Linked DNA regions of Bombyx mori: region 1 is linked to region 2. A link is a contact called in public Hi-C data. All regions are on one chromosome and are shown on one strand. Each heading gives the region's core, a stretch centred on a gene start, on an enhancer-like site or on the middle of the called end of the contact. The rest is flanking DNA. Distances are from core to core; before and after follow the strand shown. Region 1 overlaps LOC101741158 (furin-like protease 2). Region 2 overlaps LOC101741158 (furin-like protease 2).

Region 1 (6,815 bases), core at 3,630-6,129, 49 kb before region 2:
GTTGACAAACGAAAAGGACGGCATATTTGCCTACCATTCAGCCCGTGAAAAAAACGTTATCGAGAATATTCTTGGCTATATCTCGGTCAAATTCTTCCGGTTACCTTCCGTAAAACTTGCAGAGATCTTGTTTCTCAATACTATATCCAAATTTTATTAGCATTAGTATTGGATTAGTACGACGGAGTTGAATTAATAGACGTTGATAACAAATCACGCTGTTTTTTGACAATAACATTTTTTTTTATTGCCCTTGTAGGCAGACGAGCATGCGGCCCACCTGATGGTGAGTGGTTACCGTCGCCCATGGACTTCGGCAATGCCAGGAGCAGCCTCGTTTGAAGAACGACATGTCATAGCGCTCGGGAAACAATCTATTGTTAACGATCGCGCACCCGTACACCTAAATAACAATAATTTTAAACGGCACACGTTTCGTACTTAAATGAGCAAGGTAATGAAGCTGCAATCACGGGCCTTTTATTCAAACGAAACGCCATAACATGCCCGCCAATTGCATCGATAAACGAGATCGCCACACCGAAATATTCCGCCATTCCGATGTGGCTCACGGAATTTTAAACATTAACGTTGAACTGGATCGTTTTGATTTTCGAAATAAATAAATTAGACTCGTTGCGCGAACTTGTGCCTCTGAAAGGTCAGGACGTCACGTTTCGCGGAATCTATTCTAATTTGTTTCCTCGTTTGCGTAATGAATAAGTAAATTTACAGAGGAACAACGTTTTTAATTTAAATATAGTACGGTACATATCCGCAGTCACATTTAACGCACAAATCGTCTTTTCGCATTAAATGTGTACAATTTCCAAAAATATTCGAAACTAGCTACCCGCCCTCGCTTCGCTTCGGAAACATTAAAGTTTATTATTGATAGCTGAATCTCGCGATGTTAACCGCGGTTATTGTCGTACCGCGAGTGACGCTGCGGGGCGAAGCTAGTCTAAAAAAGTAGCCTAAGTTACTCCTTATATCATACCTACCTATCAGTGAAAGTCTCGTCAAAATCGGTCCAGCCGTTCCAGAGATTAGCCGGAACAAACAGACAGACAGACAGACCGACAGAGAGACAGACAAAAATTGTAAAAAACGTTATTTTGGTGTATGTACCGTATATATATTCATATGCATGTAGTAATAAGTGGTTATTTCAATATTACAAACAGACACTCCAATTTTATTTATATGTATAGATGAGTTAATATGCCGAATCATTTGGTATCACCAGTATTTTTCACATAAATACTGTCAAAAGAGCGTAGTTTAGTTTTCATTTTTTTTTTTAGTTTACCTATATTTTGATTACAATTAACAAAATTAATACATAATTTTATCTTAATTTAAAAGACAGATAATGTAACTGGTAATAACTAAAAAATAAATGTTGCAAAGAAGATGATTAATATTAAAAGTATCATATCGACGCTTGAAAGGCAAACGTGACTAAGCGACAATAACTGCTTTGTACATAAATGATAGGCAATAACCATATTCGATGCGAAAAAAAATATATTTCTAGATCTATTAAAATCATTTCAATCCTACAGCTACTAGCTAGATTCTACTACAGCTAGATTCGTTAAAATAAATTTTATTTTCAGGTATTTCAACTTTAAATTAGTCTACTGTAAAGTTCACGCATTGTCGCTTAGTCACGTTTGCCTTTCAAGCGTCGATATGTTAAACCTTTAAAACGCTCTCCTGTAAAATTTAGTACGTTTTGAGATTATACAGTTTTAATGCGAGAAGACGAAATGTGACCAAATAACGTTTTGATTCTATTTGGCTTCTATGATTTTTATGGTTTGCTCAACGTTAACAACAAACACGTATTAGTTTTTAATACAACAAATTCAATGTAATCCTGTTTTTATTTCGTTCTATACTGTATGTAGCTCAGTCAAACCTTCTGTACGTTGCGTTGTAGCCAATTAGTTGTTGTGTATACGTACCATCGTTCTAAAGAGCCCCGACCTTTCAGCCGCATTAGATCCAATCGTGGATTATTCGAGTCAGTTTACTCGCGAGCTGTTTAATTTGTTAAATTGAAAAGAAACATCGTATTGTTCAGATAAAATTAGGTTTATTTGCGAAACCCATTCGGTCGTAAGAGAAGATCCCTTCGACGGAAATAAGTGAATGGAGAATAAATTAAATGACCTATAAAGCGGGTACGGTGCCGGGGGTCTTATTTTATTTCATTTGTTTATATTGCATTTTGTTCTCGTGTGAATATGTTTGGGTAGGTACTGCAGCTCAAAATGTATGAACGTTTTCTTTAAGTGCTTCAACATAAAGCTAGAGTGTATTTTCGGTTATTAAGCAGAAGATAAGAGTCAATCCTGCCTATTTCTGCCGTGAAGCAGTAATGCGTTTCGGTTTGAAGGGTGGGGCAGCCGTTGTAACTATACTTGAGACCTTAGAATTTATATCTCAAGGTGGGTGGCGCATTTACGTTGTGAATGTCAATGGGCTCCAGTAACCACTTAACATCAGGTGGGCTGTGAGCTTGTCCACCCACCTAAGCAATTAAAAAAAAAAAACTTTTTGAGTATAATCGTGTCAATCTCTGTGCGGGTCTTTAGTAACACCGGGTGCGTCTAGAGATCGTCTGACCACTCATCAGATTGTTTTAGCATAAATAAACCCTAGAATATGAGGTATTCATAAGCACACTGGAACGTTAGCAATTATTCTTGATGCGAAGACAAAGGAAACACAGGCTTATGTCACACGGTAATTACTTAAACAGTTACAGAATAGGGACGCGAAGCCGTATGGATTAGACGCGTTTACATTGTTCCAGTAATGACACTAAAATTAACATTGTTGCGCTCAGACTTGCCGCGGATGGATTAAGAAATAATTTATAGTAATGAAACTTTTATGAGTCGGCTTGAATGGGGGAAGTGATGGTTTTTAAGGTTTGCGTTCGCCAATGTAAAGTTAATATTAAGTATTAGCGAAGAAATAAACTTGTGCGTGCAATAGTCGGCTATATTTTTTGTTTGTATTGCTTTAGGGCGATAGCTGTAAGCTAGTTGGTAATGTATGTCTTTTAAAAAAAAAAATGTTTACGCCGGTCAGTCACATTTCTTGGCCATTTTTGAAAGAAAATCTTTATTCTTTGAATGGTAGGAAAATTGTCAATATAGTGTTTCATTACCTCGACTAGAGTATCAATAGCGGCTTTGGATTAGTGATGTGTCGGATCATTACTCTAGTTCTCCAATGGAAAAGTTTCTAAAACAAAACATTACATTAATTCATCGTAATTTATTAGTGTTTAATTTGTTAATCGAATAAAATTATGTTTTAAATTAAAATTTCAATCTAGTTTTAATATTGAGAAGCTACACGTGTACCGTAAGATCGTTGCGAAATGAAATTGTACGAATATAGATGTGTGTCAAAAATAGATGTGTGTCAAAACTGTTGGCGTATATTAGTTTATTTGAGTAGATATATATATATATATATATACATATATACGTGTAGCCGATCGATTAGAGAGATCCATACACTTAATATCGTGAATAACTAACTGTTTTCCTATTCTTCAAACTTGTATGCATAATTATACCTTTAAACGAGCAATTCTTGAATATTAGTATATATATAATCTGAATCTCGGAAACGGCTCCAACGATTTTCATAGAATTTAGTATACAGGAGATTTCGGGGGCGATAAATCGATCTAGCTACGATTTATTTTCAGAAAATGTTTTTTAATTCGTGTTTTCAATAATCAACACTTTCCGACATCTATTGGCGAATAATAATACTATTTTTCTTAATCGAGGGCAACTAACCGCTTTAAAGACACAACAAGATGGCGTTATCAAAAAAAAAACCGAGGAAAGCTCGGTCATCGTCTAGTTGCTTTTAAATAAGCAAAATAGTGGTGCTGAGCCTTGTTTGCTCACTACACGCGGTACCACTAGTATATGGTGAGGGACTTTAAAATGAATATCAGACAAAAGGAGGAAAAATTTATGAAAAAAATAAGCAAATAAAATTGGGACTATTTTGGTGCTCTTTGAACTTAATAGCATCGCTCTCAAATTATAATTACTAGACATTGTTTGATTCAGTTGAATCTTCTAAAGAGAATCCGGCCATACATACTATAATAACTTTAGATTGAATTTGTCTATGTGGGTTATTTTGAATAAAAGAAAAATCTTATGAAATCTTATTTTAAAAAAAACCTCGAAAATTCCTTTCTTTGAAAGAGTCCTTGATGGGACCTTAGGCAGCGATTTGACTTGGTGTATTTCTTCTTCTTCCTATTCGTACACTCTTGACAGAGTGGTCGTTCGTGGTCATGCATCAGTCGGATCCTGCATTACCGCTGCTCTCGCGATGCGACGCCATATGGCACGATGTTGAGTGAGATCGCAGAGTGAGAGCAATCATTTATGTTGGAGTGAGTCACAGATTTTAAGAGGTCGGTCCGTCGTGTTGGAGATCGTCCGCGAGATCTTTTGTCCTCGATATTTAACTACCATTGATTAATATCGATGGTCAGTAATCACGACCGTTTGACCTCGAAGAAAACATTTAAAAAAAAAAAAATTCTCTGCGATAAAGAAATATGTAAATAACACGTAACGTTTGAAATTACCAAACGAATAATAAACACGAAATTAAACCCTAAAAGTTTTTCAATCAACATAATTATATTTGTCTCGGATGAGTTTGCGACATGAATTTACCTACGAAATTATGAAGGCGTCTCTCTCGTACACGATTATAACTTGCTTAATGATGGCGTAATCTTCAGATGCTCCACGTCACAGTTGTCGCCCGAGGTCGGGACATCGTTAATCTCGTGACGTAGCGCGTCTAGCACGCCATCCTCCGTCATATTTACATAAACAAGCGCTTCGACGCGCCACAGGCAATGTACAATTACAATGCTAGTGCGATATCACATTGTTTTTCCTACCTATTCTAGTTTTTTTTTATTTTTTGCCCGTTGTAGTCAGACGAGCATACGGCCCATCGGATGGTGACTGGTTACCGTCGCCCATGGACTTCAGCAATGCCAGAGGCAGAGCCAAACTACTGCTTACCGTTTAATACTCTCCACAAGCCTCGTTTGAAGAAGGACATGTCATAGCGGTCGGGAAAAATCGTGGAGGGGAGCTCATTCCAAAGCCAGATGGTACGTGGCAAAAACTATCTCTGGAAAGGCACTGTGGATATATAGATGAACTCAACTCCAGTGGCGGGCGGTATTCGAGGGGCTATACTAAATTCGATGAATTAGTCGGAATTAGTTAGCGGAATCGCGACCTACTGAGAAGATCCGGCGAGAAACTCAGTGGGCTGTGTCTGTTGGCGATATCAGAAGATACTTCACTTTGTTCTTGTAGTAGTAATATATTCAAGGCGGTCACTGTGAAACCTACAGCATGAATATTTGCATTTACTCTGCTAGATTTCAGTAAAGCGTGATTAAAAAATGTAAATTAATTCAATTTAAATTGATTCGTGTTTTAAATTCTAGAGTGTAGGTACTATGTGTTTACAGAGAACAACAGCGTGTGAGCTAATCGACGTAAACGTATTGATTATGGGTTGGTTGTTTTAATCATATCCGCATGGCCGAGTTTTCGTGGTACAGAGGTCGGATTTTGATAGCCCGAATGGGACTGAATGAATATTAAATTAATTCAAGCGTTTAGCTCGAAAATACGGCAATTAACGACCGTGGTGCCAGCCGCGGTGCGTTTACGAGGTGATAAAATTGTCGAATGGTCTCCGATGACGTGTGTGGGGTCGTGTCGGCTGACCAGCGACCGGTGCTTGTGTGTGGGAATGCTTTATCTTTATGATTGACTCCAGGTCCAGGCTCCAAGTGGTCAGCGGCTAAACGCAATAAGGCTCATGTCTGCCGCCCGTCGATAATATCGCTCTATTTTTAATACGCCTTTATTATAATAGCTTCAGACGTATGTATGTATGTTTATAACGGAATCTCTCTGAACATGATTTTGACCCCCTTCAAAACGTCGGATTAACTCGAAATTTGGTATACTTATTAAGGACCGATGACAATTCAATATTAATAAAAAATAAAAGAATTGAAAAAAATTTAATTAAACTAAAAAATGAAAAATAAATAAGTAATAGTGTAAAAAAAATAAAAAGATACGCTTTTATAGAAAATCCAACTAAAAAATAGAAAATAAATCTTATAAAATTTGAATTAAAAAAAGTGTAAGAAAAAATGATTTTATTGTAAAAAAGCGTGGGGTGCTTTTCAGGATATTACCAAAGTAACCCTTCTACTCATATCTGTTCATAAAATATTTATAACTACTGATACAACGCATATTTTTTTAGTTTTTTTAAACTATTATTTATTATTTCGCTTTCTCTAAAAATTAGTTGGAAGCGTGTCCGAAAATATACTAACTCACTACTCAGTAGTTAAACAAACAAATTTAAATATACGTGCGTGTTTTTGATACGAACCCGACTGTCTAATGATTGATGTAGAACATAAGATCTTTCGGATCTGTTTATGTATATCGACCGATCATATATACATTTGTGTAATATTGTTTGATCTGAAAGGTGTGGGTGTATAGTGAAAAAATAGTTAATATAGATTAGTAACGGTCAGTACATGTTCACGGTGCGTTACTTGCTTGATTCATAAACATTTGTTCCATTAAAATGCCTACTGCGTTAGGATTTTGTTGCAAACTTTGCGTATACATGTCATGTTTACGGTCCGGCTGTTGTTTGTAAGCAGTTATCGCAGTCCTAATAATAAGTAA
Region 2 (7,062 bases), core at 2,317-4,816:
TGTGTATCAATTTTAATTTATTATTTTAAATTTATTATATTTTGTTTTGAATTGGGTTTTTCAATAATAATATAATGCAATAATGCAGAAGCGACGGTAATCATTTTCATGGATGATGCTCGGCTCACAAGCGTCATATTGAAAAATAATTGTACCTACATTATTTTAATCTACTTATATTACCTACTAGCAGTACCCGTCCGCTTCGCAGGGCATTTAAAATTAACATTATTATTTCTCACCCCCACAAAGATTCTCATCATTAACGCCCCCGCAACTGGTGTAGGGAGTCCAACACTCATATAAATATTAGCCTATCCATTAAGTACATTTTTTTTTTTTTATTAATGTTTAAATAATTTGTAATTTTCTACATGGATACCAAGTTTCAAGTCAATCGGATGCATGGTTCAGTAGTTATAATGGAACATCCGTAAAAACCACTGTAGATTTATATATTAGTATAGATTAACTTACCCGTTCGTTCTTCTGTTAATTCATACAGCCGCCAGAACTCTACCTTATCCATAACTATACTTTATTTCACGCAACAACTATCAGTATCAAAATGTAATACATAATAGTATATAGTAATATATGTCTTATTTAATAAAAAATACCAACTATCCTCGTTCTCTATGTAACATTCTCTCTCTCTCTCTCTCTCTCCCTCTCTCCCTCTCTCCCTCTCTCCCTCTCTCCCTCTCTCCCTCTCTCGCTCTCTCGCTCTCTCGCTCTCTCCCTCTCTCCCTCTCTCCTAGCTATTCATCCCACATGGTGGTGGGGTCAGACCATATTATGTTTTGCTGATATTAATGGAGCATAAAATAATAATAAAAATGTTCGTACTCAAGATTTCCTTTGCATCTGCTAATTAAACTGTGAATATATTTCGATCGACCAGTGAAAGGATGTCGCTTCAAACGAATACGGGCGGATTGCGCAATGCCGCCGTGAGGTTTTTTAACTTTCTTTAACGTTGGCAGTGCAAATTTAGCTTTTACTTTAAATTGGGTAATCGCAGAAATCTCTGTACGAATTTCTAAATTTAAATTTCTTTGTACGTGAAATGCGTCCAATGTCCTCGTGGTCAGGTCATGTTATTGTATCTACCGTGGTACGATCCTGGAACTCATACCATTTTTTCTATATACCCATATGCCTTAGGTTATGGCTATCGATTTTTACCATAAATTAAACAAAATGTATGAATAATTGAAAGTATTGTGGCCGATAGTTCGTCTAGTCAAACGTATGTCCTAAAGCAGTACTAGGAGTGTTCAATTTTGAATGGTCTTTATTTTGATGCAATTAAAACCGTCGTCTATTTTATCATGGGGGCACCGGTATTAACCTTCTGAATTATAAGGGCTCTATTAATTGTCCAACGCCAGAAGAACTATAAGTTAATTTGCTATATAAGCCAATTACAAAAGTCTGGTGGCATGTTTAGCATTTCAATAAGAAGCCGTTAAAGTCACAACTGTGAATTGGAATAAGGGCCATAACTTTCAAACAGACACCTAAATACACATGTGATGTACACTATTTCAAATTTATTAATGTGCATATATCGAGGGGTGAAATGCTGTTTGGTTTCTCTTAATACCCGACATTTATCTTTGTAATTAAAGGTGCGTTTTATTTGGTATTAGCATCAACAGTAAGTGCTAATAAGTTTACTCCATTCATATAGCTGAAGATATTTTTTGGTATTATATTATTGCCAAATTTTAAATGGCTCTCCTGTAAAGTTGCAAAAATGTCCCTTAAACGAAATAGCTTTTCATCCCTCGTTTTCTTTTTTTTTACTGGAACCCATAGACATTAACAACGTAAATGCGCTACTCATCTTGAGATATAAGTTCTAAGGTCTCAAGTATAGTTACAACGGCTACCCCACCCTTCAAACCGAAACGCATTACTGCTTCACGGTAGAAATAGGCAGGGCGGTGGTACCTACCCGCGCGGACTCATAAGAGGTCCTACCACCAGTAAACCAGACTACATTTGGTCTTTTCTCCGTCAAAAACATTTCTCATATGCGATGTAATTGTTTCAGGTACGTATGTCAGTTTAATCACGAGCAAGCGCCGGTCTCCGAGAGGCGTCGGCGTTGGACCGAATCTAGTTGTCAACGCGGGGCGCCTTCCAATTTCATTGCGACCAATCCCGATGTACACTGGCCACGAACAAAAAGTAGCCAAGTGCAATAAGTGATGTCACCAACGTCGCGTTAGGTACACGTTTCCGACACAATAAAATAGAAAGTCCGTTCGTGAAATAGAAATAGCGCCTTCCCACACGTTTAAACTTGGTAGGTCTTGCTCTTAGATATTTTTTTCAATGGATTGAAGCGCCTTTATAACGTGACTAGTGAAGGAAGATATGACGTACTCGATCGGATAAGATTACCGTCTCTCATCATCGCTTAGTAATTTAGTTTTTATTTTTACGTCCTCACTATGGAACAGTATTATTTATATTTTCGTATATTGGTTTGTAATGCATATAAATTACTAGTTGATACTTTTGTTGGACACGATTGTAAATTGTGAAGTGATGATATATTTTGTTGATCGTTACATAATCAAAATGAATTTCCCGCAAAGAGACAAGTCAACTGAATTTCGAACAAAACCACTGTTCTAAATTCAATGAATACGTGATATTTTTATTCATCGTGAATGGCGAACGTCTGTTTCCAGATTTCGTTATCGCTTATACGAATTTCAAGTTTCTCCGCCTTATCGATTCGCTTGCGAAATTTTTGCATAATCGACACACCGGCACCGCTCGGACGTGTTAACATAAAGTTTGCGCGATTTTACCGAATGTGACGTAATTTAATTTGGACTAAATTAGTACCGTACCGTGGCCGCTAGTTAAGCTGGTGATTAGATGATTTTGTTCTAGCATACGGCCCACCTGATAGTGAGTGGTTACCGTCGCCCATGGACTTCAGCAATGCCAGGAGCAGAGCCAAGCCGCTGCCTACCGCAAAATTCGATTTCTGTTGGCTCAACACTTCTTGGAGGTGTAAATATCTTTCAAACCACACGAATTCTGTAGTATCATTTTTAAAAGTTTTCTATTCTAAAGCTGCTTTCGGACTACGCTATACTATAGTGCCATATAGTATAGCAGCGTACACTTAACCAATAATATAACAGTTACAGTGTGAACGTGTCCATAACAACGTGTGGTGCGCGATATTGTTTTGCTATGAGCTATTTATATACTATTATATTATAGCGTAGTCGGAAAGCAGCCTAATATAAACTTCACAAAACGTTTCAGTTCTTAAAAGCATTTCTATATTTTAACAATAAAATATATATAAAACATTAAACATTTTTCTGGAAGCACTACGAGATACCTTTCTAAAACAATGCGGCAATTCAATATAGTATACATATGAGTGTTGTCGACGATTAAGTGAGTACACTAAAATTTATGTCCATATTAATCTGCTTTTTATATTCCTCGTTGCCGGGCACACGTCGTTGTTACGCCACAGTACACGTGCAGCGATTTAATGTTTGAGCCTGAGTGAGACCTCGGGCCATGCGAAATCGAGAGTCCGGCCCAATAGTCTGGCCGTTCACTTTCACTGCCTACAAAGGCTAACGTTTAGAGTTATCTTATTAGTCTGTCCTGTTTGTTACGAGTTCCGTTTCGTCTGATTGCGGTGTTTCTATTGGATTACGTTCTTTATTTGCCATCGTATCGGTGAGTGCTTTTTTATTATTATTCACATTTTGCCCAGTAACAAAACTAATAAAATCAAATGCAAGTTCAAAGTAAGAATGTAACTGTTTTGTAGCGCGTCATCATTATTATTACCTAACTGGTTTCTATCTCGCTGCTAAGTACGCTCGAACCAATTCAGATCAAACGTTTCGTCTCAAATTTGATGCGAACATCTCAAACAATAGAATAATACCATTATTGCCAATGATGTTATTAACAGATTACAACATTTCGAACGATCGATTGAATGTCAATAGCGTATCTCATAACTGATTGAACTTTGAATTTCTTCGCTAAAGTACCAATGTTATGTGTCGATGTATAGAAACCTGAGCAATACAATCTTGGCATTTAAAACGATTCACGATTCTACTCGTCGTGTCTTTCCGGTAATATTATTACTGCAAATTCTTGCACTTTGATATTTAGGTATTTCCAGTTAAATCGATAGAAGCTTATGATCGTTGATACATACATAATTGGTAATTCATTTATGTTTCATCGTAGCCCTAAAGCGTTTATTGAGACGTGATTATTCGTCCTTCAAAGCAGAATCTGACAATAGTGTCAGGTGGATGACACCTTGTTAGAGAGGGCGCCCCTTTTGAATTTTACCTTCATTGTGTTGAGATGGGTCGTGCGTATTCTGTTTCAAACGCGCTTTGTGCTAAACCTTGAATAAGAAACACTTAATTGAAATTACCTATATTGTCCGGTCTCGGTAATGTCATAGGATTTGATATTGAAAATCTTATTCAAACGCGCCTTTTGTTACACAAGTTTTCTTTTTATCTCAACAGGAGTATACGTTGCTAATTAATTAAATATTTACAAGGACACATAATATTTTGCTGTCGACAGTACCGTGTATTGGACGGAGCTGTCCGGAACATGCCTCTTGGTAGTCTATAATTCACGGTCGAACGATCACTAGAGCGGCTTCGATCGCTCAATGTCAAATCGACTACTCTGCCGCGATCTTGCTCTCACAATGGCCCAACCACAAAGGAATGTAAGTCGTTTTTCTTCGAAAAATGCAATTAGAACAGCCGCATTTCTCTTGTATTGTGCAACAATGGGCAACGTTGTCGGATTTTCAATTTAAGATTGTGCTTTGCCTGTTTCGGTTTTTGTGTTTTGTCGGAGGACATCAGGCCAGCAATCGAATTTGCTCGTTGAGTCGGAAACTGAGATTTTTTTTCTTTGTTTTGGATATTCTTTTCTCTGTCCTGTTTTGCTTTGACAGAGAAGAAGAATTCTTAAATTAAATTCTGTACAATGTTGCTATGAGTTAATTCCAGACAATATTACTGTATGAAAAAATAATACAAAACTTTGATAGACATTTGCATGTTGAAGGTTACCCGAACTGTATTACCCATTGAAAATATTCCTTTGTTTATGTTTCAAATACCACGCGATTCAACTTGGATGATTTTTTTAATTAAGATTTTTCACTGAACTGGTTTTAAAATGTTTTGTCTTAGAGCTGCTATCATTAAGCTTTTTTTGTTAATTTTATAGCGATCTCAGTGTTAAGCGCCTACCGAAGCCCATAGATGTCACTACGTGAATGCTGCCAACCACATCGAGGAATGAGATTTTCTTTCCAATTATATTGTATAACAGCTATCCCACCCTGAGACTAGAGCCCATAGGTCCTTTTTGACAGAAATAGGCAGGGTTGTGATTCACAAGATGTCCAATCACCGGTGGCTACCATATTGCAATTTAAAGTATACTAGAGGTCCCCCAGTAGTCGAAATTCGACTATAATTAATTGGAATTGTAAGTTTGCACACTATTATGATTGTATTGTATACTTCTATAATTACAAATTTTGCCAAGGCTGCACTATAATTTTTTTTTAATAAAGACCTATTCTCAATTTGACCACTGACGTCAAGAACAAAAGTTTGACAATAAATAGTATGCATGCGTGTGTGCGTCAAATACATGGTATCTAGTGTGTGTAATGTTTTCTTTATTACTTCAATGTATCTTTCATGCATTATTTTAAAAAAATATTACCATTGTGCACTTCTTCTCTATATTCTCTATAAGTGTGGAAAATTTCATACTCCTCCGTCCGCGCAATTTTCGTAAAAAGGGATACAAAGTTTTATCTTCACGTATTAATATATAGATTCATGCTCTCTTTCAAATCGAACTACAGGATCTAAGTTTATATTAGCTTAAAGAGGAATCGAAAAGTTTTGGTTCTTTTTAATTAATTGCCGGAATGCCTTTCTCAGTTTTCTTTTTCCGAAATTATCCAGAATACTGAATCCAATTGTCCAAATGAGATAGTCAATACCCATCTGAAATTTGTGCTTCCACCATCCGAATCAGCACGTATTGTTTATATAAACGTCAAATAAATAATTTACTTTTTTGGGAGCCGGCTATCTCGCACCGGTCATGGCTGAATTACGAGTGAAATTAAACTCGGGGACCGTAGCTTGCGAAATTCATCCGGCCTTTTGAATAATGCAAACGCTTTATTGGACCGAACGTACGCGCTGTGTGTCCGAACCTATTGTTTTTAATTTAACTGTAAATTAGATGGCGACGCGTCGGGCCTTTAGGCGAACACCCAGGTACAAAGCAATTACGGATCGTTAGCTAACTACCTGACGGATTACCAGAGATTTATGGCCGGATACTGAATACAGGTGTATTGGCTTTAATTGGCGGTATCATAATTTCCAATGGTCGTTTACTATCTGAGATTTTTATTGTGTTTTATAGAGCCTCGATAGTAAGTTTAAGGTCTATAAGTTTTCTAATATTTCATTTTTGAAATGTTTTCGTCGATGCAATTTTCTAGTCGACACATCATAAAGAACAACAGAACGCATGTCGCTAAAATAAAATGAGTTATCTTGACATTCCGACAATAGATTACCGTTTTTTCGGTGTTGTCGATGTATTTCAATTTTATTTTTTTCACAGAACATTCATCAGCCGTCGGACCATTTAATCTAAACGTCATAAATATATCAGGATCAAAAATTGAATGTGTTTTATGTCGACCCTCATCGAGGTTTGTGCACCGTGAATATACATATGGCTTTACGAATTATGTTCGGTATTGTATTGTTTTGTATTCAAATCGATTTGGAATGATTTCTCTATTGACGTCGTCGTCCATCGTACCATCATGTTCTAGAATTTACCTTCCTCGATGGTTGCATGTCTTGCGAAGTGCAGCAGTCTGGGTATGTAGCTCTGGAATCGCCGATGTCCTAGAGCGACGGTAGCTATAAATATAGCTACTATTAAAAACATTCTATTATTGTACGAGTA

What was found. A called contact is a pair of places that touch in the nucleus more often than the background predicts.
Region 1: a contact with region 2 is called in a Hi-C map of whole pupa, with 2.3 times the contacts expected there. The contact joins two enhancer-like sites. A contact is called at or near these places in 2 of 7 Hi-C or Micro-C datasets (both in whole pupa).

What each region holds. Positions count from the first base shown.
Region 1 is chr21:4,216,980-4,223,794 of ASM3026992v2, reverse strand. The region is part of intron 1 of LOC101741158 (furin-like protease 2); the gene reads left to right. Among protein-coding and RNA genes, the nearest start is that of LOC101741158, 25 kb to the left of the region's middle. Within about 2 kb of position 4,879, at least 2 of the 8 cell types and tissues checked have open chromatin away from gene starts, as enhancers often do.
Region 2 is chr21:4,166,590-4,173,651 of ASM3026992v2, reverse strand. The region is part of intron 1 of LOC101741158 (furin-like protease 2); the gene reads left to right. Among protein-coding and RNA genes, the nearest start is that of LOC101741158, 76 kb to the left of the region's middle. Within about 2 kb of position 3,566, at least 4 of the 8 cell types and tissues checked have open chromatin away from gene starts, as enhancers often do.